Regions from separate parts of the Cricetulus griseus genome. Here region 2 is linked to region 1. The links are chromatin contacts, called in public Hi-C maps. All regions are on one chromosome and are shown on one strand. Each heading gives the region's core, a stretch centred on a gene start, on an enhancer-like site or on the middle of the called end of the contact. The rest is flanking DNA. Distances are from core to core; before and after follow the strand shown.

The links. Hi-C and Micro-C count contacts between places; a contact is called where the count stands out from the background.
Region 2: a Hi-C map of the CHO-K1 cell line shows a contact between it and region 1, with 8 times the contacts expected there. The contact joins the enhancer-like site here to the promoter of LOC113835922 in region 1. A contact is called at or near these places in 4 of 8 Hi-C or Micro-C datasets (the CHK-Q cell line, the CHO-K1 cell line and fibroblasts).

What each region holds. Positions count from the first base shown.
Region 1 is chr5:85,475,836-85,483,482 of CriGri-PICRH-1.0, reverse strand. LOC113835922 reads left to right here and starts at 4,136. Exons shown (of 2, transcript XM_027417925.2): 1 at 4,136-5,133. The coding sequence starts at 4,762. It overlaps Trnai-uau (a tRNA gene), which reads right to left and starts at 4,705; the gene lies at 4,613-4,705. LOC103160768 (a long non-coding RNA gene) reads right to left here and starts at 4,961. Exons shown (of 4, transcript XR_003485777.2): 1 at 4,829-4,961.
Region 2 is chr5:85,803,872-85,811,518 of CriGri-PICRH-1.0, reverse strand. LOC113835924 (mRNA decay activator protein ZFP36L2) reads left to right here. Exons shown (of 2, transcript XM_027417931.2): 2 at 160-1,724. The coding sequence ends at 1,572. Among named protein-coding and RNA genes, the nearest start is that of Thada, 300 kb to the left of the region's middle. Within about 2 kb of position 3,793, at least 5 of the 6 cell types and tissues checked have open chromatin away from gene starts, as enhancers often do. A contact at or near this core is called in the CHO-K1 cell line and fibroblasts, where this site is marked.

The DNA.
Region 1 (7,647 bases), core at 2,887-5,386:
AGAGATTGCATCAGGTGGCCTAATTGACATAGTAGGTCCTAGCAGAGTGTGGGTGACACCGTGGTCTTGGGCAAGTAGTCTTGAGCTCTAAAAAAAAAAAAAAAAGCTATCAAGCATGAACCTGTGAATGAACCAGCAAACAACATTCCTCCATAGTTTCTGCTCCAAGTTCCTGCCTTGAATTTCTTCCCTGACTGCTCAGTGATGGAGTGTAATCTGGAAGTGTGAGCCAAATAAATGATTTCTTCCCAAGTTGGCTTTGGCCATGGAATTTCATCCCAGCAATAGAAACCAGACGAAGATAATATCAGATTACAAGATAATTCGCTCCTTCACTGTGAATGTTAGGAATGAAGCTCAGCTCCTCAGGCTTGAGCACCAAGAGTTGTTACCACAGGCTTGCCCACCAAGAGCTGTTACCTCAGGCTTGCCAATTGATACCCAAGGAAAAAATAGCACTCACTTGACTCATATGATTACTGGTGATGGCTCAAAGGCTAGCCAAGAGCTCAGTGCTCAGAATAATGTTCCACTAAGAACAAATTCATTTTTATCGTTGCTGTTGTTGTTATTTGTTTGTTTCTTTTAAGACAGATCTAATGGAGCTCAGACTGACCTCCAATTTGCCAAAGATGACCTTGAACATTTTGGGGGTTTGGGAGTGATTCAAGACAGGGTTTCTCTGTGTAGCTCCGGCTGTCCTGGAACTCCCTCTGTAGACCAGGCTAGCCTCAAACTCAGATATCTGCCTGCCTCTGCCTCCTGAGTGCTGGGATTAAAGATGTACACCTTGGATCCTGGTTGACCTTGAACTTTCAAATTATGTATTTACTTATTTGGAGGGTGGGATGCAAACTTGCCGTAATACACTCACTACATAACCCAGAGTAGCTTTAAATTCGAAGCCATCTTCCTGCCTTCAGCATCCTAAGTACTGATATTATAGGCATGAGCCACTAGGCCCGGATATAGAATGGAAGTCCAGCATGGGGGGAGGGGCAACGATGTCAGCCCTCAGTCCACAGAACTATAAAATCGAGTAAATGCCCTTAGCGGCCTCTGCCCTCTGCCACCCCTCCTAAGAGATCCCTGTACTGTTTTTCATCCCATCTCCACCTGCTCTCCAGGGGGCTTTGATACCTCTTCTGGCCTAAGGGGCTGAGGATGTCCTGGGGGAGGGGGCTACTCTAGGTAGCTCTGAAGAACAAAGCTGTGGCTTTTGCCTCCAGATATACATATACCTACACTCCAGTCCTCCAGGACGAGGGACTCGAACCCAGGGCCTTGCATACACCACTCAGCGCTCTACCACCAGGCTTCCCACCCAGCTTCCTATTTAACTTCAGATTACACAAGCCAAAGTCCACCATTAGGCCGCTAAAGCTAGAAGATTTGTGGGCTGTGAAAAAGGCTTAAAGGTTCGTTGATGGGAAGCTGGTTCTAATGACAGTATAGAAGGGCTGAGTCCCAGCCTGGGTCCAAGGTCGTTCGTATATAAAACAGCTGGAAAACAACTACAACAACAAAACACAACACAGCAAAACAAAACAAAATGGATGCTTCCCCTAATGCCCGTACAGTGCTAACACACGTGGGGACGGTTTCGGTGGCCCACGGAGATAATCCTGTGATCAGCAGATGGAGACCAGAAGAAAATCTGGACGTGGTCTTCTTTTCTAATTGGGTACTCAGAATTTGGGACTCTCCTGTTCAAACCCGGGTCTTCTATTCCAAGTCTTTGATTGGCTAATATAATCTGTGGGAGCAACTCTCTGCTTTCCCTGGTGTTGTTTTGGGGGATACTGGGAGATGGTCTGAGTCCACGTTAGCGCTACAGAGGGACCCCGGGTGGCCCTGCAGGATGAGCACACAATCCCAGTCAATAGATGGGGCAGCTTGACTCTGCCCAAGTCCCATTGTAAGGAAAACCTTCTGGGGCAGGGACGCAGCGCCACCGTGTGGTAGAAGACTGTCTGTCCAGCCCGGCACAATTTTTTCTTTCCTTCCTTCCTTCCTTCCTTTCCTTCCTCCCTTTCATTCTTTCTTCCTTTTTTCTTTCTTTCCTTCCTTTCTTCTTTTGCAGCTAGTTCCTCTTTTATTTTATTAATTTATTTTTTACATTCCAATCCCAGTTCCCCCTCCCTCCTCTCCTCCTTCTTTCCCGACCCCCCCCCCCTTGCATCACGAAGAGGGTAAGGCCTCCCCTAGGAAGTCTACTAAGTCTGTCCCATCATCTTGTTGAGGCAGGACTAAGGCACCTGTCCACCCCCACACTCCTGTGTCTACCAGCATAGTTTTTCTGAAGACCCAACAGAACTCACTAGTTCTTTGTGGACTCATTGGAGCACTCCCTAGATCCCAGGAAAGTGATGAGGAACACCTACCCGACTAAAGCCTAGTGTTCTGTGCCAGGCAGACTTCGCCACTCTCAGCTCACCTCTTAGGAGATGCCTGAGTCCTTATGGACTCTTGGCATGCTTTCTCTAGAATGGGGATACCAAAAGAATTTTTAAAAACTGACAGTAGTGCCTGGCTATGTGCTGTTGTTCAAGGAGAGGAGGCTCAGAGATGGTGCCTGTAGCACAATCATGACGACCGGAGTTCGGATCCCAGCTCCCACATAACAAGCTCATCATCTACACAGACTTCTAATCCAGCACAAAAACGGATCTAAGGCCTTCTTCTGGTCTCCACACACTCACAGGCATGGGCACCCCACATATGAGCACAAATGTAGATGCACAAATAAAAATAAATCTTTTTTAAAAAAAAAAAGAAAGAAACTATAGTTTCCTCTCCTTCCTTCCAAGCTGGTCCAGGAAATCCAAGAGTGTGCAAAGGCAAGGCTGAAGAGGAGCCAAACTCCAAAGCCGAAGATGAGAAACTTCCCTACCTCACTCCCACAGAAAAACACTTTGCTAGTTCTCCCTGGAACCCCTTCAGTTTAGAGTGACAGGCCAACCTGGTTTGCAGGGCATGGCGGATTTCTCAGAACTGGTCACCCAGTCCTCATCTCTCCTCCAAGTCCAGCTCACCGGCTTCCTGAGTATAGGTGACAATCTCTAAAGCTGCAGCCTGGGACCCTGCATGGCCACACACTCCCCAGGCAAGTCTCATGTATCCTGTGGCTTGTGAAGCATGCTGCAGTGCTCCTCGGTGGTGGTCCTCCCCAGAGCCAAGTATAAGCCATATTCTTCAAGTAGACAGTAAGTCCCAGGGTTCAAGGCCCAGCATACCCCAGTGCTGAGACCTTGGGACAACTCCAGTGAACTTTATAACACCAGGCTCCAGCTGTTGTCTGGACAGTAAACCTCTACGTGAGAACTGGGCACTAGTTTTTCACTTAGCTTTAGAGTTTGTGCCCATGTCTTGTTCCTATATTAACCTTCCATTCATTCATCGTGGGTGGTGTGCAGATTGATTGGCACCATGGGACCTAAAATCTGACTGGAATGATAGGAGGTGAACTATTAATAATTGGATAAATGAGACCCCCCTGCCCCCTCTTTTATGGGAGAGCAATAAAGATAAGAATTACTGCAGAGAGGATAGTTCAAATAGTTTCTACTTCTTGGGCATCTATTGTACTGATGTGCATTAGTTTTGTGGTTAGTTTTACTGTAATAATAGAACTAAAGAGCTGCTCAGGAATACAACTGTAAGAGTGTGGTCATGGAAGTTTGTAAGTTCTCCTAAAATAGGTGATGTAGTGTCTTGTAAACCTACTTGAGAAGGATAGACCATATAAGATATGTAAAGGTTAGTCTATAATTCAACCTTTACAAAGTTATGTAAAGTTTGAAACATGGTAGTTTCAAATCATCATAATAAGCAAAATCTAGAGAATGGTATGATGGGGGCAACTGCACTTCCCCTCATCTGAGGAAGGATGTTTGACGGAGCCCAGATGGTTGAGTGGCCAGCTACCCTAAGATTTGGGGAAGATGATCAAAGATACGGACTGGCTTTTGCAAAGGCCCTGAGGCAGAAATAAGAGACAGAAACAGAAATCCAACTGGCCTCTTCTGGTGGCCACCATTCCTGAGTGATAGCAGAGCTTTAGAAAGAGGGGAATGGAAATTTCCCAGATACTTATGCACCCCCCCGCCCCGCCCACAACTGCAAATGCCAGGGGATGGTGGGTGCCTTGAACCGGGGGTGGGAAGAGGAGCTGCAGACAGGGGGTCTAACATAGGGAATGGGAACGGAGCAGATCCTTCACCCAGGTCCCACGCTCGTGGTCCATTTGGTCTTGGAGAGCCACCCGGAAGCAGTGGCCTGGATCCGGGCGAGGGCAGCGCCTCCTCCGCGTCCGCAGGAAGCCACCCGGCATCAGGAGCGCCCGGGACCTAGGTCTACATTGCATCCCCGGTCTGGGATGCGGTTTAAACAACCGACTAACGAACGGGAAGGGCAGTCGGCGGCCGACTGAGATCCACCGCTGTTTGGACACCGCTCAGGAGCTACAAAGCAGGCCGGAAAAAGGGGGCCCGGCTCCTTCGCGAGTTTGTTTTTCGCTCGGGCTGAGACAGGAAGCGAGGAGACCAGGGGGACCCCAACTCCTTCCTGCACGAATATAAAATGACCGCATAGCTCAGCTCCAAAAGAGTCGTGCTCCAGGTGAGGCTCGAACTCACAACCTCGGCATCGCTCTGCATGTACTGCTGTATAAGTACCGCGCGCTAACCGATTGCGCCACTGGAGCTCCGCTAAGCCGGCCTCGCGAAGGCTCTATCAGGCCCAGGGAGGCGTCAGTGGAGCATGCGCAGCCGCCACCGGCGGGCTCCGCTCGAGACTCCAGCCTTCCGCAACTTCAGAACAGACTTACGGCTACGAGCCGGTGTCTGGGGACCGGTGGATCCAGGAGCGACTGGACGAGGGTCCCACGAGGGGCTCGCACGGCCAAGCCTGCGGGCGAGCGACGGCATCCTCTGCGGGGCTTCGCTCCGTGAGATCCAGCCCCCGGCACGCGCAGACCGGCCTGGCAGGGGCGGACCGAGCGACCCCGCGGCTGCCGTCCTCGGGAAGCGAACCCGGATCCCCGACCCGCCCTTCCGATGGCGAGAAGGCGAACCGCGCAGACAGCCCCGGCGGGCGGCTCAGCCCGAGGGGCCTCGGGGGTCCAAGCTGCAGGTGTTTCCTTTCTTTTCATCTTAAAACTAAGTTCCACCGTTTAAAACCCAAAGAGCTAGAAACCTCGGAATATCTGTTTCTTTCTTAAAACCAGAATTTTTAAAACGCCGTGCTTTATGAAAATACAAAGGGGAGAGACTGGCGAGGCGGCTCGGAGGTCAAAAGTACCGCTCTTGCAGAGAAAGCGGGTTCGGTTCCCATCACCCACAACCCGCGTCTCACCCTGCCCCTTAACTCAAGTTCGGGGGAGATCTGCGGCGTGCACAAACACACACCTACACTTTATTTTGAAAAAAATAAATGTTTAAAAAGTCAAAAGTAGCAGGAAGGCTACTTGGCAAGGAGACAAATGGGGGGGGGGTAAAGGAGAATGGATATGGTCAAGAAACTAATTTTCTTTTATCAGTGGCATGAAACCTACACTTCCTACACTGAGTAGATGCTCAGAAAGTGTAAAAATCACCCTTTACTGCGGAAGCGGGGTAAAAATGAATAGAATCCGTGCTGGGTCTATGATATTCGTTGTATTCTATGGAATCATTTGTTTCTTCTTAAAACAACAACTTGAGGGTGTTTCGTTTGTCCCAGGTACGTTGCATACCTCACTCAATAACCACAGAGCATTCCTCAGGCGGTTTGCAATTCTTTCCCACCCCCTACCCGACTCCCAGTACCCCTGTCCTGGGGTCAGGCTTCCACTCAAATTGCCACCTAAGCTCCTGCCAATACGTTGGTCACCTTGTTTGGTGACCTCTATTCTCCTAAAAGAGAGAAAACCAGAAGAGCAAACAGTAGATTGATCGGGACACTAGATGTGACAGGTGGCGATGGAGTAAAGGCCACTACTGTGGTCATCAGCGTGGTAACAAGTTTGGGGTGATAAATGTTAAACAGTAGCGTGGTACCCAACTTCAGAAAGCCTTAACATTTGAGCAGGAGAGGTACTGGTGGTAGGGTTGACAATGTGGACATAACGGATTCTTCCCACGACTGGATCAATGAAGGTGTTTTTAGGAAGCTGAATGGTCAGCCAGATGTGGTACTTCTCACCTGTAATTCAGGCACTCAGATGAGGCAGGAGGATTGATGTGAATTCAAGGTCAGCTGCACCACTGTTCTGTGCAGTGTGGACTACAGTATGAGACCATGTTTCAAAACTGAACCACAACAAAAACAGAGCTGGTCATGGTGGTACACAACTTTAATCTTAGCATTCCAGAGACAGAGGCACCAGGAGCGAGCTCCAGGACAGCCAGGGCTATACAGAGAAACCGTTTCCCAAAACAACAAAACAAAAGAACAGGGCTGGAGAGATGGCTCAGAGTTTAAGAGTACTGGATGCTCTTTCAGAGGTCCTGAGTTCAATTCTCAGCACCTGCAGATGGCTCACAACCATTCATAATGAGATCTGACATCCTCTTCTAGCCTGCAGGCATACATGCAGGCAGAACAATGTATATATAATAAATAAATCTTCAAACAAACAAAACAGTGGACTGTCCTGTGTCCATGTGCACACTGGATTATCTGTAGGGAAAGGAGCCAGATGAGGACCCCCAGATGGTTCTGTAAAATTCAGGAGACACACCAGAAAGGGACGGCCAGCACCCTACAGATCCATTAGGTCTCAAGCATGCTAGCCTCTGGGATCCTGGGGGTATAGGTGGGGAAGTCCAGGGTAAATGAAGGCAGCATCGACTTTGAAGAAAGTTTCTCCCCGAAGTTAGAAATAGTTAAGAAAGTAAATACATGTTGGGTAGGAATTATTTGTTTCTTGGTGCTGTAAAAGGGACACAGTTCCCAGTAAATAAGAACGTTGTGAAGATGCTGTAAACAAATCCACTAGCATTTGGGGAATCTGCCCCTGTGGGATGGTTTGAGTAAGAATGGCCCCTGTGGCTTATATATTTGAATCCTTAGTCATCAGGGAGTGGCACTGCTTAAGAAGGATTAGGAGGTGTGGCTTTGTTGGAGTAGGTGTGGCCTTGTTGGAGGAGGTGTGGCCTTGTTGGAGGAAGTATGTCACTAGGGGTGGGCTTTGAGGTCTCAAAAGCCCATGCTAAAACCCATAGTCTCTCTCTGCCTGCCGTCATGATGTAACTCTCAGCTACTGCTCCAGCACCTGCTTGCATGTCACCACACTCCCCTCCATGACGATAGTGGACTAAACCTCTGAAAGGATAAGCAAGCTCCCCAATTACATGCTTTCTTTTGTAAGAGCCTCCTTGGTCATGGTGTCTCTTTACAGCAATAGAACACTAACTAAGACACCCTGAGTCTCAGGCAGAGCCACCAGATAAATCACGAGCCGTAGAGTTACTGCTGAGAATGCAGCTTCCTTTTGCGCCCCCCCCCTCGCCAATCCCCATTGTGTATCTGCTCTGAGCAGATAGTGGCAATCAGGCACTATGTATATGTATGTACAGATAATGGGAGATCCCACTTTGTAGAGGGGAAGACGGTACCTCATAAAGGGAACATGAATAACTTGGATGCTAAAGAAATTAAGGCTCT
Region 2 (7,647 bases), core at 2,544-5,043, 330 kb before region 1:
TTTTTATTTATTTTTTGCGAACGTAACGGTGGAGGCTGAATTGAAATCCGCAGGAGAAAAGGTGGGCAGTTGGGGACTAGGCGTCCGCTCTGCAGTTGTCCCCAACTCTTGCTCCCCTTCCGATCTTAATCCCGTCCCCGCTCCCCCTACCTTTGGCAGACAGAGAAATCCCTGGCCAACCTCAATCTGAACAACATGCTGGACAAGAAGGCGGTGGGGACGCCCGTGGCTGCTGTCCCCAGCTCGAGCTTCACGCCGGGCTTCCTGCGACGCCACTCGGCCAGCAACCTACACGCGCTCGCCCACCCCGCCGCACCCAGCCCGGGCAGCTGTTCGCCCAAGTTCCCAGGCGCCCCTAACGGCGGCAGCTGCGGCCCGGCCGGCGCGGGCGGCCCGGCCACTTACGGGCAGCTCAAGGAGCCTTCAGGGGGCGGCGGCGGCACAACGCTGGTCAACAAGGAGAGCAAATTCCGGGACCGCTCGTTCAGCGAGAACGGCGAGCGCAGCCAGCACCTCCTGCACCTGCAGCAGCAGCAGCAGAAGGGGGGCAGCGGCTCGCAGATCAACTCCACGCGCTACAAGACCGAGCTGTGCCGACCCTTTGAGGAGAGCGGCACGTGCAAGTACGGCGAGAAGTGCCAGTTCGCGCACGGCTTCCACGAGCTGCGCAGCCTCACTCGGCACCCCAAGTACAAGACGGAGCTGTGCCGCACCTTCCACACCATCGGCTTCTGCCCCTACGGCCCGCGCTGCCACTTCATCCACAACGCGGACGAGCGGCGGCCGGCGCCATCGGGGGGCGCCTCGGGGGACCTGCGAGCCTTTGGCGCGCGGGACGCGCTGCACCTGGGCTTTGCTCGGGAGCCGCGGCCCAAGCTGCATCACAGCCTCAGTTTCTCGGGCTTCCCGTCGGGTCACCACCAGCCGCCGGGGGGTCTAGAGTCGCCGCTGCTGCTCGACAGCCCCACGTCGCGCACGCCGCCACCTCCCTCGTGCTCCTCGGCCTCATCCTGTTCCTCATCCGCCTCTTCCTGCTCCTCCACGTCGGCGGCATCCACGCCCTCGGGTGCCCCGACCTGCTGCGCCTCGGCGGCGGCTGCAGCGGCAGCCGCGCTGCTCTACGGTCCCGGGAGCTCGGAGGACCTGCTGCCCCCCGGAGGCCCGTGCGCCACCTGCTCAGCCACCTCGTGCGCCAACAACGCCTTCGCCTTCGGCCCGGAGCTGAGCAGCCTCATCACGCCGCTCGCCATCCAGACCCACAGCTTCGCCGCCGCGGCCGCCGCCTACTACCGCAGCCAGCAGCAGGGCCTGGCGGGGCCCGCGCCGCCCCCCGCGCAGCCGCCCGCGGCCCCCGCGCCTCCCTCGCCGCCCTTCGGCTTCCAGCTGCCGCGCCGTCTGTCCGAGTCGCCCGTGTTCGACGCGCCCCCCAGTCCCCCGGACTCGCTGTCGGACCGCGACAGCTACCTGAGCGGCTCGCTGAGCTCGGGCAGCCTCAGCGGCTCCGAGTCCCCCAGCCTGGACCCCGGCCGCCGCCTGCCCATCTTCAGCCGCCTCTCCATCTCCGACGACTGAGGCAAGGGGGCGCCCGCGAGGGTTTGGGAGAGGCTGCAGGGGGGGCACCGGGGAGGGGTGACACTGCCGAAGGCCCCCAGCCGAGCACTTGGACTCGAACTATGCCGGGAGGGGGCCCCGCCCCTTCCCTTTCGGTTTTTTTTCTATTATTATTTTTTTATTATTATTATTATTGCAGAGTTTTCGTTCTTGTTGAAATAAAAGCCAACGAACTTTTTGTAAGGATGAACAAAATAGTCACAACGGGCAGTTGTGATGCGATAGAACAAAAGATACCAAACACTTGTTTAGGTCTCAGATGAGTTTTGAAACTCTAGTTTATAAAGAAGAATAAAAAACCAGCCCAGCACCAGCAGCTAAAACCACCATTCCATCTCTTCTTTCACTTGAAAGCCTTAGTTACAGTCCAGATGTGAGAACTCTTACCTTGGAAGGGGGTTCCTAACTTGTCTCAGACCAGTGTGAGCCAGCCGGCTGCCACCTCCCCTTAATAAGCTTTTAGAGTTCAATGTAATGCCAAGAACATGCCTTGAAACGAGTAGCCTTCAGCCGGGTTTGTCGCGGTTGTTGTCCTTGTTTTTGTTTTTTAACGAAGTTATATGTTTGGGGGGTGGGGGGGTACCCTTGCATTCCAAAGTCTGATACTGGTCTCATTGCCACCGTTTAGTGAGTGTTTAGCTTAGAAACATTCCCTCTGCTCTCTGGAAGCCTTGAGCAGAGCTCAGTTCATAATTGTTGGGAAATAAGTGCTTCATTTTTAGCTGTTTTGAGTTGATTCGCACCACAACTCAATATGAAAAAAATAAACCTATTTAACTTATTTATTATCTTGTGAAAAGTATACATTGAGGATGTTTGTTCATACTGTATTTATCGAGTATGATGAAAAGCAATAGATATATATTCTTTTATTATGTTAAATTATAATTGCCATTATTAATCGGCAAAATGTGGAGTGTATGTTCTTTTCACAGTAATATATGCCTTTTGTAACTTCACTTGGTTATTTTATTGTAAATGAGTAAGAAAAAATCTTAATTTAAGAGATTGTATGTAATATTTATTTCATTAATTTCTTTCCTTGTTTACGTAAATTTCGAAAGATTGCATGGTTTCTTTACAGAAATCTATCTATCTTGATGCTGTGGAAGTAGTTTGAGGAACATTTTGAGTCTTTTCTTACTTAGAATGTATAATGGTTGTGGCCCACCCAGCTTTAAAGAGAGAAAAAGAATGACCACATACTCTGCAGTCCGGCTCACATGTGGCATGCTTGTCTAGTCCCAGCCTTATAAACCAGCAAGAGAAAACAAAAAAACAAAAATGCTGATTCCACCAGCTCTACTGTGACATTGAGTATAAAGACATGTAGCAATAACGGGGAAATAATGGTCTCAGTGCCTTCATGGGGCCCGAACTTGCCTTAAATCTTCCTCAACCAAATAAGTATTTCATTAGTGCTTGAGCGAATTTGAATGCCAGATGGGTTAACCTGCACAAAACGAGATTTTTTTACCACTTTTTTTTTTATATATATAGCTATAAAGTGAAGAGGGCCATCTTAGTGCTGAAAATGGTCTGTAGAACATGAATATGCCTTGTTTCATAACAGTCCGAAACTTGTACTATGACTTTTCGATGTAAAAAGGCAGGAATGTCCCTCCCAGGCCTTCCTGGATGGCAGATGAGTGAGCAGGCGCTTAGTTTTGTATGTAGGGTACAGTTGGAGCACCGAGTGTGTGTATTCTGGACTACTTTGACACAGTAGGTTCTTTTTTGAATGTAACAAGATAAGTCAACTTGAGTTGTAATATATTTTTGGGGAATCAGTTCACTACAAATTGTGACTGTAAACATTGTACTGTAAATGTTTTGTAGTTTTCCCCCCCAATAAAATTTTTTGGAAAAAAATTTTCCTGAGAGAGAAGGGAGTGTTCTTTTTAAAACTGGGTCTCCTTTCCTGGCTTCCCCGGGGCCTCCTCAGCAGGTCTGGGAAGGGGTGTGGGGAGCTGACAGATCGCTCAAGAGCCTGCATCCACTTGTTACCTGTATTTATTTTCTAGCAAGTCCTCTCAGCTGAAAGAAACTAATTATTTGGCTGTCAGGGGTATTTGTTAGCTGTTCCCTTTGGTAATGAGATGCATCCCAGTGTTGGCTGACTGGCTGGTGGCAGGGCCTGGCGGGAGACCGCAAGGGGTGTGGCCGGCCTGTGAGTCACCCAGTGGATCACGTGGCTGCTCTGGCAGCTGAAAGTCCGATTTTTCTCTGGGATGCCTGCCTGACCGGGGCCTGTAGCCTTGACGGGAGCTGGCTGGTGGAGGTCTGGCCCAGGCGTTGGGAGTCCAGGGTTTTGCTTGGACTTTGGGTAGCTGGGTTATGTCCTTGTTCAGAGAGAGAGAGGGAGGGAGATTAAGCGGGTTAAACTTCTATCTGGGTGATGTTTGTTTACACAGACAACTTCCTCTGGGAACGAGCACATTCAGGCTATTTATGCAAAAGGAAGGCTGAGGAGGCCAGAAAGCAAATTCAACCGGGCTTCTACCGAAAGGAAAAAAGACTGCCTTGCTTTGCCTGGTTCTCCGTCATAAACTACAGTCTTGTGCATTGTTTTTTGTTGTTTTCTCCCAGCTGGTTTTAAATCACTTTTAAACTCCTAAGACAATTACTTTTCTGCCCCCCTCTCCCATTCGCACAGTTCAGACACCTTTTCCAACCTAGACAGGAGGTCCAGCAACTGTGTGCTTCCTTATCAATAGCAGCTGGGCTCTCAACCAATCCTTGCCCCCTCTCTGGCTACCCCGGCCTTGGCCAGGGTCTCCTGTGACTCACAGCTGAGCAGGAACGGTGGTGGGGGTGTCTGAGGGATGCGCCAGGCTGGGCAGCTGTTTCTAGTTAAGGCGATGGAGTTGGTGTGCAAAGCCTTTTTTTTTTTTTTTTTTTTTTTTTTTTTTCAGTGCTTGCTGCCAGAGTGGGGAACAGTTTCAAAGTTCTCCCAGATGTTAGGCCTTGGGGGCGGAGGGAGCTGGAGGCCAAGAAGCCCTGAGGTTGGGTGAAGCCCCTGCAGCTCTCTGGCCTCTTGGCCATAAAGAATTTGCAATGGGGAGGAGACGGCTCCACTGTGGAGCTGTTTAGGCCCGGCTGCGTTTCAAAGACCTTGTTTCCACTTCATTCCCAAATTTATTTTTTTCCAAACAAGCACTTTTGAGCAGCTGGAATGTTGGGCTTCTCTTTGGGGTAAGCCACATTCATTTTTTAAAAACTTTCAGCCATTTGAAAGCCTGAAAGCTAGGCTCTGACAGTTTGTGTTTGAGATGCATGCGGGGAGGTAGGTGGTCATTCAGAAGTTCTCTCACCCATACATACATCATTGGAGGCTCTGGGTCATTGTGCCTCCGCAGCCACCAGAATAAACAGAAAACAGCCTGTCCTTGATCCCACCCTGAGACTGGTTTTAGTTTTTTGTTTTTTGTTTTTTTGGTTTTTTTTTTGTAAATCCATGATATAGGAGGAGAACTTGGAAGTAAGGGCAAAGTAGGATTAGCCACCACAGGGCTGCACTGTGGAGGCTCCGGGCTGAGTCTAGATAGGACCTTCCATGGGCAACTGTGGTTGTTCAAAGAGGTCTTCCAACTGACTGCTTGGAGGCTGGGGTGATTTTGAAACAACCCGACTAGTGTGCCCCACCTTATAAACGATTTCAGAAAGGTGTGCGCAATATGGATCCCACTGCCTGGGTCTCCTGCTAGGGGTGTAAAAGACAAGTGAGCACACAATTGAGGAGCCCTGTGTGGAGACACAGAGGAACGTGAGCAGGCCTGGAAGGCCCTTGGTGCAGGAAGGATGGTAAGCCAGGCTCTTGACTGCCAGGTCTGCTCCTGAGGGAGGGTTCTCAGGGAATCCTCTGGTGGGTTTCTACAGAGAGCCTGCTGGAAAACATTAAACCTCAGGAAGAAACCCACCTGCAGACACCACCACTCTCCGTCCTCCAGCTTTGCTTGCAGGGACAAATGAAGGCAGATGTGACTTGCACCCAAGGTTTTTTTGTGTTTTTTTGTTTGTTTGTTTGTTTGTTTTGTCTAAACCGGAAGTTGGGTCTCTGCAGCCCTTTCAGGCTGACCAGCTGTTGGACTGAGGCCAGTCAAGCTCATGTTTGTTTGCAAGACAGGGTCCTTTCTAACTGCAGATCCTCCTGCCTCAGCCTCCAGCTGAGTCGGGACTACAGGTGTGCCCTACAACGCCCAGCTGTAATCTCGTTTCATTGTATTTACTATCCTGGAGGATGCTGTGAACATTAGACATTCAGGGCAGTTCTTTTTTTATGTTGTTTTTCCAGACAAGGTTTCTCCACGTAACCCTGGCTGCCCTGGAACTCACTCTGTAGACCAGGCTGGCCTCCAATTCACAGAGATCCCTCCTGCCTCTGCTGGGATTAAAGGTGTGCCCCCACCACCACCACCACCACCACCAGGCAGTGTAGTTCTTGATCTGAGCTACTAGCAAGCCAAAGAGGGAAGGAGAGAAGGAAAAAGGAAGTTGAGGCAGGGCAGGAAGATGGTGCCAGAGCAGGCAGCTTCGGTATTCTTTTACATTCTGACCAGAGGAGCTGGAAAGTGCAAGAACATTCATAAGTGTGTATGGCAAGGCATTTCTGGAGGGAAGTGTGAAAGGTGTGCCCTTGGGGGAGGTGGCGGGTTTGTGTCCGTAAGTCCTGGGTGTCTGTCTGGGCATACAGGTGTTTATGGATGTTGATTTGTGTCTGTGATTTATGAAATGGATGCAGGAAATGTTGATGGGTATGTATTTCTGGACTTTAGCTGATGTAGGGGGTTATGAATCTTGCAGAGGATAACGGTAGTGGGTGAGTGTGGGTGTGTATAGATTGTGATGGTGTACGGATTGCCTGTAGTAGGTAGGAGTGTGGGTTTGTGTTTGTGCCGTGTATTTAGGGTTTGAGAGTGTGGGAGTCTGTGGGTGTTTCTGTGTTGGGGTTATGGGTGTCACGATATGGAGGCTTTGCATGTGCAGGTGTGTGCATGTGAGTGTGTGTGTTGCTCTGGTGGGTGTGTCCTTGTGCCCTGCTGTGTGTGATCGAATGTGGGTTTGGGCGTATCTGTATGTGGCTGCAGCTGTGGGGGTGGAGTGGGCCTTCGGTGGTGTGTGAGGAGGTATGTACAGCTTGTGTTTGGGTCTGGTTATATCAGCAGGGGCATGGGGGTGTGTCTGTATGGGGTAGGGGGTGGGGGTTACCAATACCTATAAAGGAAAAGCAGCCCTTCTTAGCAAACCTCTTCCAAGTTTAAAACTGCTTTCAAAACCCGGAAATAACTGCCAGACTGCGCTTCCTGCTGGGCGGGGACAGGACAAGGCTGAGTGGGAGAGTGACCACAGTCTCCAAGCCTGCAGGGACCCCCAGAGCCATCTTCATTGCTGGGCACACCTGCCAAGGACAGGCCTCCTGGGCCCCTTGCTGTCTGCTGGGACTTTTTTAGCAACAATTCATTCTCTGGGGGCTGAGGGAGAGGCCCTCTTATTTTCATCTGGGCAGAAATAGCTTCTGTCAGATATTCGTTCGCTGTTCGCCCCGGGAGGTCACCCCGAAATAGAGAGAAGATGTGAGGGCCCGGGACCAATGGGGAAGGAAACTCCTGAGATCATTGAAACCAAGTTTAAAATATTTCTCTAAAAATAAGCTTTGTTTTTCTTGTGGATTCGTCTGGCACTCGGGAGCCCTCCAGTCAGGGTACTTCAGCTGGCTTGGGAAGCCCAGCAGAATTTTTTTTTTTTAAAGCGAGTGTTTCCCAGCTGTGCCCTTGGAAAGTTCTCTGTTTTCCATTTATTAAACTCCTAGTTTCCGGCTAATTAAAATTATTTTCAAATAAAACTCTGTAGCCCAGCAATATTTGATGAAATGCAGAATTCCCAGTGACCCTCTGCAGGAGGCCAGGCCAGCTGTGGGCAGCCTGTGTCCCCTCTTCTGGGCTCAGGCCTGTTTATATAGAAGAGAACTGAGCCTGGTCCGAGTAAATTCCAGCAGCCATGGCAGGGTGGGTCACCTTCAAGTCTCCAAAAGAGGCT